2 separate regions of the Cyprinus carpio genome follow, and region 1 is linked to region 2. A link is a contact called in public Hi-C data. All regions are on one chromosome and are shown on one strand. Each heading gives the region's core, a stretch centred on a gene start, on an enhancer-like site or on the middle of the called end of the contact. The rest is flanking DNA. Distances are from core to core; before and after follow the strand shown. Region 1 holds the start of LOC109103188 (serine/threonine-protein kinase SIK2-like). Region 2 overlaps ppp2r1bb (serine/threonine-protein phosphatase 2A 65 kDa regulatory subunit A beta isoform).

Region 1 (5,881 bases), core at 1,703-4,202, 45 kb after region 2:
GAACAGATTCCACAGTTAAGACTTTGACCTGTGTGTTATATCATTAGTGATATAAAACATTTATGTTATGAATATTTACAAGACTTTAGTGCTTCGGCTTACTTCCTACTGTAAGTATAAGGAATCTTCAAAGTATAATAGAATACAAAATATTTTAAAGACATCTTGAAAAAATATCAGTCAATCTTGATGTACATTAAAACACAAATATTTTTAAATGCCAAAATAAGGCTGAACAATAAGGATTTTTTTTTTCTGCATGGATTTTTACCCTGTCAACATTTTCACCAGCCCTACCACAATTTATATATTATTAAAAAACATTAATAAGAATGTTCTGAAAAATAAACTGGTGGGCCCAGTGAAAATACTAGTAAGGACTGCAAAAATTCAGGCTAGCAGAAAAATAACATAATATAATGAAAAAAAGCACAAATTATATACATACATACATTCACACACACACAAATATATATATATATATATATATACATATATATTCTCTATAAATATATATAAAAATGTAAATATATAAATAAATAATAAGTTAAAATATATATATCTATATATATATATATATATATATATATATATATATATATATATATGATTGGTTTCATAATTGTAATTGATGCTTTAAAGATTTGTTCTCATGCAATTTCAACAAAAAATAATTTGTTTGCAAAGCAGCATCTAGGTGACATCAACAGATTTTGCAACAACGATCTTTTTTTTTTTTTACATGAATCCAAATGTTTACATTTGAAAGGCATAAAAACATATTTGCGCGATCAATGCAAGAAAGACATAATGTACTTGACAAGTGACAGTTCTGTCTGTTGGCCTGAAACTGTCTCACACTGACCCCAGGCCAGCCTTGTTGCTGACCCCTGGAAAGCATAACGGTAACTGACTGAAAACATTAGAGCACATCACCATGAATCAGCTGTCAGATGCAAATGTGGTTAGTCATTCTCATTGGAAGTAACAGTGATCCAACTGTCCGTTGAAACCATGAACAATGCAGGCGATACACAAAGCAGAAGACACATGCTACCAGAGCATGTGTATTCTGAAGACAGCTCCGAAGAAGAACAGAGAAATCATAAAACACAAGAGACTGATGGGAAGCCGAGACAGTGTCATCCCCACAGAAATGAAGCCACCTCGAGGCAGCCATTGCAGAGATGCATCAACTGTGTACAACATAATCCTGTTAAATAGCATAATTCCACACAGTGCTCCAATGCTAAACTCTACATCTGCAGACTTGCAGACAGTCTTAAAAAACAGCTCTCTGGCCAAGCGAAAATTACAGCTCACACCTACCGTTATAACACCCTGAACCACAACTTTACTGCAAAGCAACACAATGTCACCAAGGTCAATAGAAATCATTTAATGCAGACCGCACTCACAAAGCACACACATTTTAGAGCTGAGTGTAACTACATTTTTAAATAATTTATGACATTTTCGTGAACACGGTAACCTTGTGTCATGCAAACAGTGCTCAGCAGGGTTTCTTTGCAAGGAATGCGAGACAATCATCAGCTCAGGTTTAGCGATGAGATGACATCCATTATCACAAAATCACCCTTTGCTTATGCAACCACTGCACAAATGCACAAAAGCATGGCCCACATTTAATGGGCACTAAACCAGCATGATTTCTTGCTATTGTACACGGCCTTTGTCTTTCTTTGACAACTAGGTTTGGACACCCTGCACTTTTGGAATACTCTGCATATTTCAGTTGAGGCGTTAGGCTGCTGGACGTGCGTTTATCAGTGCATGCAAAGCTGCACAAAGGCTTCAGCTAGTTGTAGTCAACATACTTCGGACCAGGGTCTGAACTGAAATAAATGCAACTGAAAGTGACAAAAATGCCTCGGGTATTAAAAATGAACTATTGTTTTGTTTTTTTATGTTTTTAACACATATTATATGGGTCTGATAATATTTTATAATAAGAACAATGATTTTAATTGAAATATTTTACATAAATTTTGAAAACCAATGGTTTTTTTAAACATTATTAATATTTATTTAAAAAGTAGTCATAATTCTTAAGATGATTAATAAAAATAATACTTATTAAGCAAAAATGATGAATTTTTTTACAAACTAATTCTTGCTTTTAATGTTATTAACATTTCATATATCTGGATATTGGCTTGATGATTTTATTTTACAATAAAAAAAAAACTGATTTCAATTAAACGTTTAAGTATTTTGCATTTTGACAACATACAAATATTCAAAACACTAAAAAATCAACCATGACTAGAAGTTATAAAACGTTCCTAAAAAACAAACCCAGGTGGCTCCTTAAAAACGTGACACCGCTTCAGACAAACAGGTTGTTTGTTACCCAAAGATACTAAGTTCTCACATAACTAGTATCAACAATAGTGTGAGTGCAACTGTAACTGCTATCTCGTAGTGTTTCTGTGCGGTGCACAAGGGTTAGTAGTTAGTTAGAGGGCTGAGCAGCTGATATATTATCAACTCACCTCTGTCTTGGTTATGCGATGTCTTGCCAGTTTCACAACAGCGAAATTGCCCTTTCCAAGAGTCCGCTCTATATCGTAGAAGCCCACTCGGACGGGACCCCTGAGCACTGGCTTTTGGTGACAGTCAGCCATGACCATGCTGTTAGTGAAACACTAGGGCTTGGGGCGAGAAGATAGAGACCTGCCACTTGAGCCTCAAGATAACGAGGTCGGCAGAGGCTAAACCGTGTCGAAATGCCAGCGTGCCGGCCAGGGTGCTCGCTGACGGTCCGCTCCAGTCTCAGCAGAAGAAGCAGGAGCGCGCCGATGTGTCACGCCACCTCCTTCAATACAATAGAGCTCTAATATTTCAGCTGTGTTTGCGAGAGTACACGAGTTGACTTGCAGGAGGCATCATGTTCTCTGGTTGACGTGCATTGACGTCAGAGCCTATGGGGGTATTTGCACAAGGGGCGGGGCTTCCAAGCGCTTCCACACTCGAGTGCCAATTCGTTTCCAAGACGACCAGACCCACCTCTTACGTCAACGGCCAGAGCGTCGCTGTGTTTGCTCGAGCGCTGGCTGCGAAAGTCTGCCGCCAGAAACTTTGATAAAGTCTCTCGCGCTTCAGTCGAGGAATGAGAGCCGACGGCGGCGCGCTGTGTTCGTCCGGCTTTTTCAATCTTTTAGATTCCACGGACCTTCCAAATATGACGATCCTCGCACATTTTTAGTTTTCTGCGTAAAGACCCCATTTATACTGCGAAAAAATATTATTTGGAAAATATTTAGTTTCTGATGAGTTACATTATTACAGTACTGTATGGTTAGATGCATTCATATACAGTCAAACCAAAAATTATTCAGACACTAGATATCATTTTAGATATTTTTTACTAGTGGGTGCAGGACACTATGGTTCATTTATGTAAGTGAGGATAGCAAAATAAACTGTGACATATTATATCCAAAAATCTTTATACAGTTGACTACCAGTAAAATTATTCAGACACTTTGACCTGACCATGTTTTGCTTATCTGTTTTGTTTTGTTTTTCTTTAAGGTTAATTGCTAATGCTACTTTTTACACTACAGACTGAATAAAATGACTAAGCATTCCTTGGTAATTAGTTGACCTAAATTGGTATTATCTGATTGTGTACTTAAATTTAAAAGCTGACAGCCATTTGTGAGACAGTCTAACAGACGGATGGCATTATCAAGATGAATTTGTTCTGACAGTTTAACTCTTCTTGGCATATTTTAATCACATTTTGACATCTAGGGCACTAAGACGTGTTTGCAACCCAACCCTATAGACATCAAAGCGGGTGTGGCACATATTTGCTCAATTACATAACCAACCATAATCATATAAAGCAGAATTTTGGTAGAAACATTATGTGTTTGTGTGTATTTGTAGAATCAACTGAAGGAGAGCGGTATTGTGCAGTACTCAACAGTTTATACAACAGTTTAATAAACAAGTCATTCATATCAAGAGTATGTAAGCGTAGAAACGCATTACAGACAGTGCATGATTTGTATTGGAAAATTTAATTTAAACACCTCCATGACATAAGTGCAACAAATATGTCCTCAAAGCTGCACGCAATTCAGTTCTAGGTGGCCTATCATATGGCGACCTCTGACGGTCACGTGCTGTACTGCAGTCACTCAGGTCTAATAAAACACTTCCCTGCCCCTACAGCTCTGATGACGTCAGGGAACTCAGCCGAATATTAATGCATTTACAAAGAATCGCGTTTAGCTCAAAATATTTGCAATAAATTGAAAGTGACGCAGTCACTAAAAGGGTACAAAATATGTAATAGAAGGGTTTGTAAAATGAGTCATCTGAAGTTGCAAGCATGCAGCAGTAACATTTAACGGTATGGAAAAGGTAAAGATCTATTCTCAGCATGACAAAAGCCACCTAATGAGGTTTCAAAAACATTTATTCAAATCAATATTATCAAATACAGTTAAATAAAATCATTTGTTAGAGTTACATTGTGTCAAGGTCAGGCCATTTCCATGACTTTTGCAGTCAAGTCCTTACCAATTAGTAAAGCATTACTAGTCCATTACTATTCCAGGCCTGATTCAAAATTTCCAAGACATTTCCAGGTTGTCCAGGAGTGCGGGAACAATGCTGATTAAACAAAAATACGTTTATTAAAAGCTATTCTGTGGTTATTATTATTATTATTATTATAAGGACAGACAACATATCATTTACAATCTAAATACAGCAAAAATGGTTTATCTTTCTGCTCATAATTTGATACCCAAAAGCAAAATACATTCAATATGTTACAATAATGTTTTATATATATAAATCCTTTAATTCTGTTTTTACACAAAAGAGTTACAAAGCCACTACCCAGTCTTTCAAAACCAGTAGGTATCCTTTATAGAGGCCATTCTCAGAGACACAAAAGGATGTTGTTGAGATAGGCTGAGAGGTCAGCGCACTGTTTTGTAAATGTCCAAATGGAAGTCCCGTTCCAGGATGCCAGCTTCCACAGCGGAAGCCCTCACAAGCTGATGACACCTTTATGCTTCTTTGAATAGTCAGTTATGGGAATCTGTACACCCCTGCATTAGACCGCCACTGGATTCCCCAACGGGTCACATAGTGCACATCAAAGAGCAGACATGATAGGAGAGCCAGTCACACTAGTGGGCGAGACTTTACCAGTCAGTATACACACTGTATAGTCTTTTAGTATCCATAGATGTCATTGTCCACCCATCCAGCCTCTACCACCGAGGAGCTCCGGCAGGTCTCGTAGATGTCATTTGTGACAAACCCACACTGCGTGGGGTGGCTCGGGTCGTTCTCATATTCCTCAAACTGATTGATTGTGGACGTCACACTAAATGTTCTGTTAATTTCAGAGCTCATGTACTCCAGATGAGCTCCAGACTGGTTGAATTTGTTGGTGTGTTTATAATCATTCTGACTTTTCGGAGCTACTGGACGCACCCACTGTCCTGGCACGGCATAGATTGGATTCTGTTCTTTCCTCCTGCAAAGACACATTCAGAGAGTATATTGAATGGCAGGCTGACAGACAAAATAGTTAATAGAGGATGACAAATTAAGAAAGGATAAAAATCGTTGCAGTGCTTTACACACCTCCTTGACATGACTCTGAAACAGAAAACCCCTGACACCACCAATATCAACAGCAGCATTACAGGCAGAGTGGCCAGGAGGATGTAGTAAATGTTAGTGTCATCTGAAATAGAAATTAAGACGAAGTCCATAATTACTAAAAAAAATTGAATTTCCAGAAGATAATCACACATATACAAATAGATGGATAGATTCAACCAATATTCAATTGACCATTCTTTTCTAAAAAAATACCTGATGA
Region 2 (5,920 bases), core at 1,750-4,249:
GCGTCCTCCTGGAGCCATTTAAAGGAAATATAAAAGATGGAGACCTTTTGCTTTCAGTAAAATTCATACATACATAGAAGAAATTATGGGGACTTTAAAGCCATAAAATCATTGATGACCTTATTTACTTTCTTTAATACACATTTAACATGCTGATCTTTTTCTGCAAGTTTCATTGGTGTTGAAACTTATTGTTATTCCTTGTTAAAGGGTTATTTCACCCAAAAAATTAAAATTCTGTCTTTAATTACTCACCCTTCTGTCATTTCAAACCCGTAAGACTTTTGTTCATCTTCGGAACACAAATTAAGGTATTTTTGATGAAATCCGAGAGCTTTCTGATCCTCCGTAGATGGCAAAGCAACTGAAATTTTTGAGGCCCAGAAAGGTAGTAAAGACATCAGCGGTTCAACTGTAATTTTATGAAGCTGCGAGAATAGACTGACACGGAAGAGAATAAATTGTTGAATAAAGTCGTTATTTTTGTTCTCTTTGCATGCAAAAAGTATTCTCGTAGCTTCATAAAATTAAGGTTGAACCACTGATGTCACATGGACTATTTTAACGATGTCCTCCTTACTACCTTCCTGGGCCTTGAACATCTCAGTTGCGTTGCTGTCTATGCAGGTTCAGAAAGCTCTCGGATTTCATCAAAAATATCTTAATTTGTGTTCTGAAGATGGACGAAGGTCTTACGGGTTTGGAACGACACAAAGGGTTAGTAATTAATGACAGAATTTTAATTTTTGGGTAAACTAGCCCTTTAAAACAAAATACGTAATACAGTGTATAGTGTTTAGTGTCCTGGTGTTCATCTGATAAAAAAAAAAGAGAAAAAAAAAAATATATATATATCTATATATATATATATATATATATATATATATATATATATATATTTTATATATTTATTTATATATAATCTTTTTTTTATTTTCCTGTAGTGTCCTGAGGTGCGTCTGAACATCATCTCTAATCTGGACTGTGTGAATGAGGTGATCGGGATTCGCCAGCTCTCTCAGTCTTTGCTGCCAGCTATAGTAGAGCTGGCTGAGGATGCCAAGTGGAGGGTTCGACTGGCCATCATTGAGTACATGCCTTTGCTGGCTGGCCAACTGGTGAGTCTGCGCTCCACTCAAGATCGATTAATTGTATCTGGGCAGTAAAAGATAATCACTCTCATGTTGTTTCAAACAGTTTATTTCTTCTGTTGAACACAAAAGACATTTTGAAGAATGTCGTTAACCAAACAGTTGATAATCCCGTTGACTTCTGTAGTATTTTTTTCCATACTCTGGAAGTCAATGGCTATCGTCAGCTGTTTGATTACCAACATTCTTCAAAATATCTTCTTTAGTGCTCAACAGAAGAAAAAAAAAACTTACATAGGTTTGGAACAACTTGAGGTTGAGTAAATGAGGTTGAGAATTTTTTATTTTTGGGACATCTACCCCTTAAAGCTCTAAAATGACAGAGTGATTTGGAAACACGTGGGAATGAGAAATAGGTGGATTGTTACTTTATGGATTGTAACTGTATTCCAACTTTATTTCTAGGGAGTGGAGTTCTTTGATGAGAAGTTGAATTCACTGTGCATGGCATGGCTCATTGATCACGGTAGGTTTTCTGAGTTTGACGATTACTGACAACAATGAACCAGAACCTTTAAACTGTATAAGTTCATGCAGATGCATTTGCTTAAATTTGAAGACAGCACACTGAAGACATGCAGCAGTTGCCTCAGCCTCTCTTCTGTCCTACTCCTTCCCCAAAAGGAGAAAGAGATTTCTCAAAGTTTCTGCTATCAGCAAATTATAAGGGTCTGATAAGATTCTAGCACTCTCTCTCTCTCTCTCTACATTTCTATTGCTTTCTTCCTTCTCTCAATTTCACCTCCCTGTGTGTCATTCTATCCTTATTATGATGTTGTTCTTTTTAAGTAGAAAAGGGAACTGAGACTCTTTAACAAGGTTAAGTGTGTAAATATCTTAATCCACATCTAAGTCTAAATCCAAGTACAATCTCTAAATACTGTCTTAGACTGCATATTATCAAGAGTAATTTTTTTGTAATGATTATTAAAATTAGACTACATGTACAATACTCTTCTACGGTTTGGTGACAGTAAGATCAAATTTTAAGATTTAAAATTAAGATTTAATCCTACTTTTATACAGCAAGGGTGCATCAAAAAAATAAAGTAACAGTAAAGACATTTATAATTTAATCATTTTATTTAGAAGAAATGCTATTTTTGTGCTTTTTATTCATCAAAGAATTCAGAAAAATAGCACTAAATCCATATATTTGAAAGATTTCTTTAAGATCACTAAAGACTGGAGTAATGGCTGCTGATAATTCCGATTTTTCATCACAATATCTAATATCCTGGTTCAAACAGGCGCCACTTTTGTAGAACAGATAAGACTTTTAAATTGCCTGCTGATCTCGCTTTGATTGGCGTGTCAGTGGTAATGAATGTTTCAGATTGATGAGCCTCTTAGTAAATCTTCAATTTAATGGTTGTCAGAATGGTTATGATCTCACTTTGAACCATGCGCTGAGTGGATCCAGCTGTTGAGGTGTTTTGCATGGTGATTTTCAGCGAGGACCTCAACCATGTGCGCACACACATACACGCACAGTTTCACTCTGACACAGTTGTAGACAAAGGGCCAGATGGGTTACATCACTGGAATGTTCTTGTATATCCTGTGCTGCTGGGCCAGTGCTGTCCTCTTACATAAGAGCTCAGAGCCAGAGCGGCGCTGTGCTCGGCTGTCTGTCATGTGTAAATCTGAACTCTTTCTGACAAATACACACAGGAACATCTGCAAGAGATATACAGTGTTAAATGGATTGTCTCATTTTTTGTGTGTTTTATAATCTCCATTTAAAGCTTGACCTGCTTCATGAAATTGCTCATCGTATTTTGGCTGATGTGTAGCATTTTATTTTTTTCATAAGATCTGTAAGGACTATGGATAGAGGTTTGGCTTGAATTTTAAACTCTAAATAGGATTGTCTCAGGCAAATTCCCAGTCTTTTGATAAAGGGGGTTATGTCATCGTAAAACGGATTTCAAAAGAGCCGCCCGTCTGATGTTTAGCAGATTTGTGATGCACAATTTCACAGGATGTTTGTAGATATTTACTCTTCCGAGAATGAAGGTTAAATGGCTTGATTGTGATCTCTATTTGAGTTATTGTGAAGTCAGGTGGAATGTAATCTATGGAGGTAATGCTGAGCACCAAAACAATGTTGATTAACCCTGCTTGGGTCCAACTGTTGTGCCAGATAATCTGATCAAACAAACCGAAAGCTGAAATTAGTGCATTATTCATATTAAATCATCTTTTTAGGAGAAAAATAAGTGGAATGGTAGACTTCTGTTGGATAAAGAGGGTGGTGTAGTGTAATGGATAAAAATCTGGACTGGTAATGGAAGATTGTAGTTTTAAACCCCTTAAGGGACAATCCATGAATCACTATTGTGTCCTTAAATGGACACTATTTTATGTACTGGTGAATCTTCTATATGACATGTCCAGTTTTCACAATTCTGTAAATCTACAGTAGATGAAGTCCCATGCCATATATTTATGTGTAGAATGGGACTTTGTCCACTGTAAATGTATTTATTTTTAATGTATTTCTTATTTTAATTTTAATTAATTTTTATAGATAGCAGGGGTGATTCTAAGATTTTCGTTTTAGGGGGGCTCAGCCCCCAATGAGGGTATAATAATAAAAAAAAACATAAAATAAAAAATGATTGACTAATAGGGTAAGGTGGTAAACTAAACTTATTGCATTTTATTACATTTTGCAACTTATTGTATTTCACTGAATTGCATAGATAGGTGTAACATTGGAGTACTGAATAAGCCATACAAGTCTTCCTGAATCCTGATCTCACACACACACACACACACACACACACACACACACACACACACACACACACACACACCTGTTTACTGTACAAACACAAAATTTTACTGTTTGCATTTCTCTTTCTTCAGCTCAAGTATGCAAACCTATTTGCCACATGCACCGCAATTAATAAAGTTTTATGTTAAAAGTAACATTTTCAAATAAAAATGGCAACATGATAATTTTATATAGTATGTGTTTATATGTGTTAAGGGCTTCATTTTCGCTGGAGGAAACCGCTGTGGTGTGATGAGATGGAAAACCGATTGCTCCCCATGATATTTTGTAAACTGTCTTTATGCACAGATGCAGATATCATAACAATCTGTCGATAAACACATACCTTGTCCTCTGTGTCTTGGTCTGCGGATTGAAGAATGCATTGAAAGACAGGGAGGAGCCGATCTAAGTCTTCTGCCGTTTTCATATGAAATTTAAAGGGTACTGAGGCAATCACGAATTCGTGTACAGTTTGCAGAGCTAATTGCAAAATTTTTAGGGGGGCTGAGTAATCATTGGTCTAGCGATGGCATAGCAACGCCCATGATAGATAGATAGATAGATAGATAGATAGATAGACTTTTTAATTATATTTTTATTTTATTTTAATGTAGATTTTTCTGACAAATACACACAATCATTCATTCTCTACTTTTCTCTAAGTGACAATTTGTGATACTGAAGAATGTATGTCTTCAGTTTGTATGGCATGGCAGTAGACTGTATATTTGGTGGTGTGTCCTAAAAATTACATTTATCTAAAGGTCAGTTTTCATCTTCATCTCAATTCTCAATCTTCGTGTGAGCCTGTGAGTTAACATTAGTATCTTGGCCTTGTTCTGCAGTGTTTGCTATCCGAGAGGCTGCCACCTGCAACCTCATGAAGCTGGTGGAGAAGTTTGGAGCAGAATGGGCCCAGAACACCATTGTGCCCAAAGTCCTTGGCATGGCCAATGATTCCAACTACCTGCACAGGATGACCACTCTCTTCTGCATCAATGTAAGTCTGGATGCCCTGGCTGGTGCCTGTTTCTTAAACCTAAATGTTCTCCCAGTTGAAAGTCATTACATTAATATCTGGTGTTGCAAAATGACAACAAATGAAAGCCTTTTTTTATTCAATTTATTTTTATGGGTCAGGCTCTGTCTGGAGTATGTGGACAGGAAATCACCACCAAGCACATGTTGCCTGTAGTCCTCAAGATGTCCACTGATCAGGTGGCTAATGTGCGCTTCAATGTGGCCAGGTGCTTACAGAAGATCGGACCAGTTTTGGACAGCAGGTATCTTTAAATAATAGCTGCCTGTACCCTTTTGTATCTTGATGGCATAAGCAAACAAACCAGCAGTACTAACAATGATGTTTTCAATAGTGCTTTGCAGGCCGAGGTTAAACCAGTCCTGGAGAAACTAGCTACAGACCAAGATATGGATGTGAAGTACTTTGCCCTAGAGGCTATAAGTGGTACATTTCCTTTTATCTCTTTAACCTTTGAAACATGAATCCTTTCAGAAACATTGCTTCATTCTCCTCTGTACTGTTTTTCGCTCTCTCCATAGTTCTTGCCTTGGCTTGAAAGACTTCCTCACCACATCCAGTGAAAAACTGACAACACAAGACCTGTTGCATTATATTTATTGTTTAAGTATTGTCGTTGTGTTCTTGTTTACTCTCAAAGATATTGAATGATCAAAGGATGGACTTTCTATGAAGTTTTACCTCAAACATTGTTAGAGAAGCTAAGCTCTGCATGCTTGTACAATTTACGCATAGCTCTTCGCAAACATCACCTCATGAGCCATCCCAGTGCGATCGTATCGGAATCGGTACATGCCTGCTTCAGCATGCCATTTGCTTTTCTTAGACCAGAGCTCATCCTGCCAGTAGCAGATGGTGCGAAATGCCTGTTTATTTGCTTTAGTAGATTTGCTAGCGCACAGCACATTGTTTACATGTGTTCCCTCTCTAGAGGGGGAAAAAAAT

The links. Hi-C and Micro-C count contacts between places; a contact is called where the count stands out from the background.
Region 1: a Hi-C map of skeletal muscle shows a contact between it and region 2, with 3 times the contacts expected there. The contact joins the promoter of LOC109103188 here to the enhancer-like site in region 2. A contact is called at or near these places in 5 of 8 Hi-C or Micro-C datasets (liver, red blood cells and skeletal muscle).

The regions. Positions count from the first base shown.
Region 1 is chrB15:15,989,295-15,995,175 of ASM1834038v1, forward strand. LOC109103188 (serine/threonine-protein kinase SIK2-like) reads right to left here and starts at 2,953. Exons shown (of 15, transcript XM_019116554.2): 1 at 2,517-2,953. The coding sequence starts at 2,654. It overlaps LOC109103225 (layilin-like), which reads right to left. Exons shown (of 7, transcript XM_042739452.1): 5 at 5,875-5,881; 6 at 5,641-5,743; 7 at 4,436-5,530. The coding sequence ends at 5,224.
Region 2 is chrB15:15,944,527-15,950,446 of ASM1834038v1, forward strand. It overlaps ppp2r1bb (serine/threonine-protein phosphatase 2A 65 kDa regulatory subunit A beta isoform), which reads left to right. Exons shown (of 16, transcript XM_042739450.1): 11 at 945-1,118; 12 at 1,557-1,617; 13 at 4,782-4,936; 14 at 5,077-5,219; 15 at 5,310-5,401; 16 at 5,497-5,920. The coding sequence ends at 5,513. Among protein-coding and RNA genes, the nearest start is that of ppp2r1bb, 15 kb to the left of the region's middle. Within about 2 kb of position 3,000, at least 1 of the 8 cell types and tissues checked has an H3K27ac peak or open chromatin away from gene starts, as enhancers often do. A contact at or near this core is called in skeletal muscle, where this site is marked.